2 separate regions of the Ovis aries genome follow, and region 1 is linked to region 2. A link is a contact called in public Hi-C data. All regions are on one chromosome and are shown on one strand. Each heading gives the region's core, a stretch centred on a gene start, on an enhancer-like site or on the middle of the called end of the contact. The rest is flanking DNA. Distances are from core to core; before and after follow the strand shown.

What was found. Hi-C and Micro-C count contacts between places; a contact is called where the count stands out from the background.
Region 1: a Hi-C map of skin fibroblasts shows a contact between it and region 2, with 3 times the contacts expected there. The contact joins the promoter of VSTM4 here to the enhancer-like site in region 2. A contact is called at or near these places in 3 of 16 Hi-C or Micro-C datasets (mesenteric adipose tissue, skin fibroblasts and tail adipose tissue).

Annotation. Positions count from the first base shown.
Region 1 is chr25:42,365,184-42,368,337 of ARS-UI_Ramb_v3.0, reverse strand. VSTM4 (V-set and transmembrane domain containing 4) reads left to right here and starts at 1,502. Exons shown (of 8, transcript XM_004021659.6): 1 at 1,502-1,607. The coding sequence starts at 1,553.
Region 2 is chr25:42,279,076-42,282,064 of ARS-UI_Ramb_v3.0, reverse strand. No RefSeq gene overlaps it. Among named protein-coding and RNA genes, the nearest start is that of LRRC18, 58 kb to the right of the region's middle. Within about 2 kb of position 1,609, at least 22 of the 54 cell types and tissues checked have an H3K27ac peak or open chromatin away from gene starts, as enhancers often do.

The sequences.
Region 1 (3,154 bases), core at 253-2,752, 86 kb before region 2:
GCGGTAGGATCCCGTTTGACACCACGTCTTGCCCTCACGTCTTGTTCTTGGCATCAGACCCAGCAACCTTGCAGCCAGCTCCCCACGGACTCCTCAGTTCTGCCACCCCCTGGTGAGAAGAGGCAGGGCTGCTCCCTGTGGTCAGGCTGCCTGGACGGTCAGCCCCGTCCCTGCAGAGCCCTGCTGCTTGTGAGCGTCCTCAGCTAGAAGAGTCCTGTGGGCGCTTGGCCCTAGGACTCCAGGGAATACCTGGCATTTGGAGACACCACGAGTGCTGGGCACCCACTGGCCTGGGCTGCAGGGTGGACTTGTCCTCTGGGACATGACCCGGGGCTAAAAGCAGCCAGCGGGCAGTACCACCTCTGTCCCATGCCTTCCCCACCCTCATTCACTGGTCTTAGAGGGAAGGAGACAGGGGCCATGTTCTCTTCTTCCTTCAGGGGCCCCACTCCAAGTTAGGGTCCACCTTTCCTGGAACCCCACAAAGCCCTCCTTTGACAGACACATGCAAAGCATATCTAACACACATTTTCTTTGCCCCAGAAGTGCTGGACTAACACATTAGTCAGGCTCTGGCCCCAAATTTAGAAGCATGGGGCAGAGATCAGGCACTGACTCAGGGTGAGACGGGCTGAATGGTCTTCTCACCACACCCTGGCTGTGTGGCCAGGAACAGCCCTTTCATCTCCCTGCCTCTGCTTCCTTACCCGCAGTGGTAATAGTAAAGACAGGTGACATTCACTGGCCGGGGCCAGGAACAATGCCGTGACTGGAACTGTCTCACTTGATCTTAAGCACCCAGTGAGGGACATACCCACTTCCCCACGGCGCAGATGGAGGAAACTGAGGCGCATGGAGGCTGAGGAGCTGCCCCAGGGTCTCACAGTGGCAGGGTTTAGTGGCATGCTCCAGAGTGCCTAGGCAATGTCTGTGGCTGGGGCACCCTAAGCGGTCATCACAGTTTATAGCGTCCGCACACTCTGAACTTAACGTGTGTGACTCTCCGTTTTCCAAGCATCCCCATGCACGACATCCCCCAACCCCACTCGAATTCAGCTGCTCCTTGGCTCCCAAAGGTCTCTGTGTAGAGACAGCAGGAGGCTCGCTGGGCAGCAGGGTAGCCTTAGGTCCAGGAAATCCCCGCATTTGGTAGTTGCCCCCCCAGCTTTCACCCCAGCTTCCAGACACCGTCCGCGTAGCAGTAACTGGCCTGTGATGCAAACTGACCTCCAATACCATTGCAGCTACGTATGCCCTGTGTCCGACCCGTTGCCTCCCAGAACCTCAGTGTTCACATCTGTGAAATGGGAGTGGTGAAATGAGCCGCCTGCAGGTTTTGGTAGAGGACCGCCGGCGGCGCCTCGCCCTCGCCCTCAGCCCAGAAGCCCTGGCCGGGCGTGGGGCAGGCGGCCGGAGGGGCGGGGGCCGGAGCGGGGCGGGGGGCGGGCGCGGGGCGGGCTGCGCGGCGGCGGGGTCGGGGGAGGAGAGGGGGGCGGGTGGCGGGCAGGCGGCGGCGCTGCTCCCGCGTCACAGCGCCGGGCGCGGCGGGGAGATGCGGCTCCTGGCGCTGGCGGTGGCCGTGCTGCTGGCGCGGGCTCCGGCCCCGGGTAAGGGCGGCGGGACCGGGCGGCTCGGGGACCCTGGGCGGGGCTCGGGTGGCGGGGCCCGGGGAGGCCGGGGCTGGGGACCTGGGACTCGGGCCTGGCCGGGAGGCCCTGACGCCTCCGGGCCGCCCCCTCCCGGTCCCCGTCGGCGCCCGCGAGCCGGGGTCTGTCGGTCGGGGCGGCGGAGCCCAGCGGAGCCTCTCGAGGGTCGGGGCTGCCGCGTCCCCGCCTCCCCTCCCGCTCGGCTGGGACCCCAGCGCTCCGCCCGACCCTCCGCAGCCCGGTTCTCTCCCAGGGGCCAGGCCTCCAAGTGGAGGATGCGAGCGAGTCCTAGTCTTGGCGTGCTTTCTGTTTTCTTCCAAGTCAGCGCCGACGACTGTTGCAGATTAGTGGGCAGCGACTTCCCTTGCATTCTCTTCGGAGAGTTCTTTGGAGGACCGGTCCGAAGGGGCCGCATCTGCCGCCGGCCGTGGGGTCTGGGGACTTGATCGCGGGCATTTTGCGATGACCCGGCCCGGGGAGCTAGGGGATCCTCGGCTGGATGAAGCCGGGCCCTTTCCCCTTTCCCTGAGCACCCGACTTTCGGCGCAGCGTCTACCCGCACTACGGGCTTTCATCTGGGGTTTCTGCTTCCCATTCCTAAGGTGCTGAAGACTTTTCTTTATTTCCCAAGGCTGAAAGGGCAGTGTTGGCTAGAATAATAGTAATAATAAATATATGGATGGCACTCACATTTCCTGGGTGCCCATTGGGTGTTACAGTTATCGCCTTTAATCACACAGTGCTTCAGAGTAATAGTGACAAGAGTAAATATATATCCAAGTGCTTTGCAAACATTAATTCACTTAAACTTGTCTCTGAGCGAAATGCTTATTATTATCCCTTATTTTATAGATGAGGAAACAGGCCAGGTCCATGAGTTGACTTGCTTTAAGTCACAAAGCTTATACCTGGTTTAGCTGGGATTTGAACGCAAGAATCCTGGGTCTAGACCGCTTTTACTGGCTAGGCTGTGTTGCCAGTGTTTTTTAAGTAAGGGGGCTGATGAACAGAGTTAAGTAATTTTCCAGCATTTGGGTGGGTGGCCCAGCATTTGAGCCAGCATAGATCGGATCTGATGGGGGAGGGACTTGGTTCCCAGTGGGAAGAAATTTACCCCTTGTCCCCTGGCTGCCAGGGCAGTGGGGTTTCCAGTGAACTTGAAATCGGCCCTGTGGGAAATGTTCTTCACAGTTGTTGCTGTCTTGGCTCACAGTTCCTGGAGGTTCGACTGAGAGAGTTGGGCCAGGGCAGCTCTAGTGGCCAGCAGCCAGCAAGACGCAAGAGGGAGGTGCAAGGGTGTCTGTTCCCTGGGCTCTACGACCTTTAATCCCAGGTGCTGTCAGCAACGGTGTCCCCAGAGAGGGGCTTTTTCCAGGAAACCTCAGGAGCTTTGAGAACTGGAATCAGGGAATCTTTATTTATTTGGCCACGTTATGCGGCATGTGGGATTTTAGTTCCCTGACCAGGGATCAAACCCCCGCCCTCTACACTGGGAGTGCAGAATCTTA
Region 2 (2,989 bases), core at 360-2,859:
GCTCTAGGAGCCTCATGGCTTCCCCTGGCCCAGAGAGTGGCCCGCTTGAAGCCATTTGAGATGTCTCACTCTGCTCCGCTGCCCATCCTCCCACCTCTTCCGGATTCTGTTTCCGGCTCTTCGCGGTCTCCTTCACTAAGCATCCCTCAGTCTCCAGAGTGACACACGTATCTCAGGCGGGGTGGACCAGCCCCAAGCCATCTCTCCTGCTGCCTCCCCCCACCCGCTCCCACCCTGCCGGTCAGGAGCCTCTGCTTCCTGCACTGCCCCTCTGGTCTCAGCCTGGCCCGCTGTCCTCAGCCCCATCCCTGCCCTCAGCTCTGCTTCAGGCCTCTGGGGGCGTGGCTAAGCGTGGGTTCTGCCGTTCTCGGCGCCGCGGGACACAGGTCCTTTCCCTGACATATCCAGTTGCACAGCCTACGCCACCCCGTAATCACCTCCCCGCTCCACTTCAGGGGTGCCTTTCTCCAAGTTGCCATCTCTCTGTACACGCACACCTGGGTCTCCACGCTCGAGCTGCAGCCTGAGGACTCCCCATCCACATCTCCAGCCGGACCCCTCTCCTGACTCCATGTCTACCCGCCAGCTGCCCGCTTGAGCATCCCTCAAACCTCTCAGAAGCCACTGTCCCATCCTGACCACAGTCATGGACGCCCCACCCCACCATGCTGTCCAGCAGTTGAGATAATTTATCATCAGAAACTGGGATGATAAAACGAATGCCCAAGGGATAGCATGCATACATGCTAAGTCATGTCTGACTCCTTGCAACCCCATGGACTGTAGCTTGCCAGGCTCCTTTGTCCATGGAATTTCCTAGGCAAGAATACGGAGTGTTTGAGTGGCTTGTCATTCCCTCCAGGGGATCTTTCCAACCCAGAAATCAAACCCACGTTTCCTGCATTGCAGGCGGCTTCTTTACCGCGTGAGCCATCGGGGCAGCCCCCAAGGGATGGCAGATAACCTGCGAGAAGTTCTGCACCTTCAAGTCTGTAGTTCTGGAATCCTTCCCCACTTTCGTCTCTGATGAAGGGGGCCTGGAGCCTGCTTTTCTCTTGATTTTGACAGTTTGGGGATTTATGCGCATTACTTGTCCGCGTGGTTTATGGATATATGAATAAAGAGAACTTCGCTAGTTTACCAGCTCTTTCTGTTTCATGGGTGGCTTCAGCACTGACAGCATGTGACTGGCAAGAAGGGACGTCGTGGGGGAGTCATCCAGGGTTTGGGACTTTCTGAGTTAACAGGCGTGGGGTGGGGGGAGGTGGTGACAGTCTCCTTTCCCCTTCCCGGGCCACACCCAAGCTTCTCCCCGGTCTGAGGTCAACCCTGGTAGCCCTGCTCCCAGCGCCACCTGGTGGCCATCTCCGAGAACGTGCGGAACTACCGCCCTCGCTGACGCCCCTTCCCGGGGTCCTCCCCGCCCCTCTCCCTCCCTCTGCCTCCGCTCGCTCTCCTCCACGTGCTCACACATGCCATTCCCGTCCGAACTTGGCCCGAACGGCTCCCTCGCTCTCCTTTTTATCTTCTCTGTTTCTCTCTCTCCCTGCCCCTTCATTCCATTTACAAGAGATCACGTGCCTGGTGTGCCGCAAGGAGGCTGCGTGAACGGAGCAAGTCCGTCCAAGCCATCTCTCTGGCCTGGGCGCCAGAGTCAGGCTCAGGCCCTCCAGATGAGCTCCGCGTCTGGCGCGCCCTCTCCTCACACAGTGCGCCCTCCTTTGCTGGCGTCCTGGCTTTTCTCACTCAGCAGTGTCATTATAGGGCTTAGAGTCAGGAGGTGGGATCCGAAGCCCGAGCCTGCTTTGGAATTGCTGTGTGTCTCTGGAAACCCTCTGAGCTCTCTGACCTTCAGCGTCCTCATGCGGACAATAGCCAGCGGTAACAGGATTTAAAGAGTCTGTCTGTGTGGCTTCCCTGTTGCAATAAGTGTTCTGGGGAAAAGGGCAGGGCTGGCCTTGCCACCAGCCCTCAGCGTGGGCCTGGGTGACAGCAGGGGAGGGGTGGGCCGGCGTGGAGGGTACGGGGAAGGGACTGCCCCCCAGGGAGGGGCTGCTCCAGGGGCTCGGGACTGGGAGTGCTCAGGCTGGGAGGCCCGGCCCCCAGGACTGGCTCCCCCATCAGCTTGTTCTCAGCTGAGTTGGGAATAAAAACATCTGCTAATATTTATCTGACCCATGTGAACACTAGACCTGGTGCAGAGAAAGCTTTCCAGAACCTTCCCTGAGCCCTGCAATCAGTCTCCATCTCCCGCTTGTGCTTGCTCGGACTGCATTCCCTTCTGAGCAAAGCAATTAAATAACGCCACTCAGGGCAGATCTCTGTCTGTTTTCTCACCACACTGTCCCTGCAGCCTGTCACAGAGCCTGGTACCCACCTGCTTCTCATTACTCAGAAAGCAAACAAACAGTGAAGGACCGGGAAGGTGTTTTGAAAACAAAAACAAAAAAACAAGCAAACATCAAACACAACTCAGGTGGAAGGGATTTTTTTTTTTTTCCTATAGATTTTGTTCCTCCCTGGAGGCATCCAAATCCTGTGCCTCAAACCACATCATCCAGAGCTTCACAACTCGGCAAAAAGGCACTGCTATATTTATCCCATTGGCAGCCCCTCTGCTACTTTCCATCAAGGAACAGCCTGAAATAACACACTTGTCTGGGGCCGGGGAAGGAGTGGTGACAAAGCCCCAAGGCCCAGCCACTCTGGCTGCGGTCTGGCCCAGCCTGGGGAGGAGGCAGGCTTGATGGGGATACTGGGGTATCTACCGCCTCGGGGTCCTGCAGGGGTGCCTCTTCTGTAGGACAAGAAAGAGCTGGGATATTTTCCCAGAGAAGTTCTGGACCAGGATCAACCTGTCTCAGAACCCGCAGCAGCATCTGAAACCCCCTCCATCGGAGGACCACAGCTGAGGTCTTGGCCTGGGGGAAACGTCCTGGACTTCCTAGGAAGACACCTGGGCTCCGTGTCAGGCTAAGGTATAGAGAGG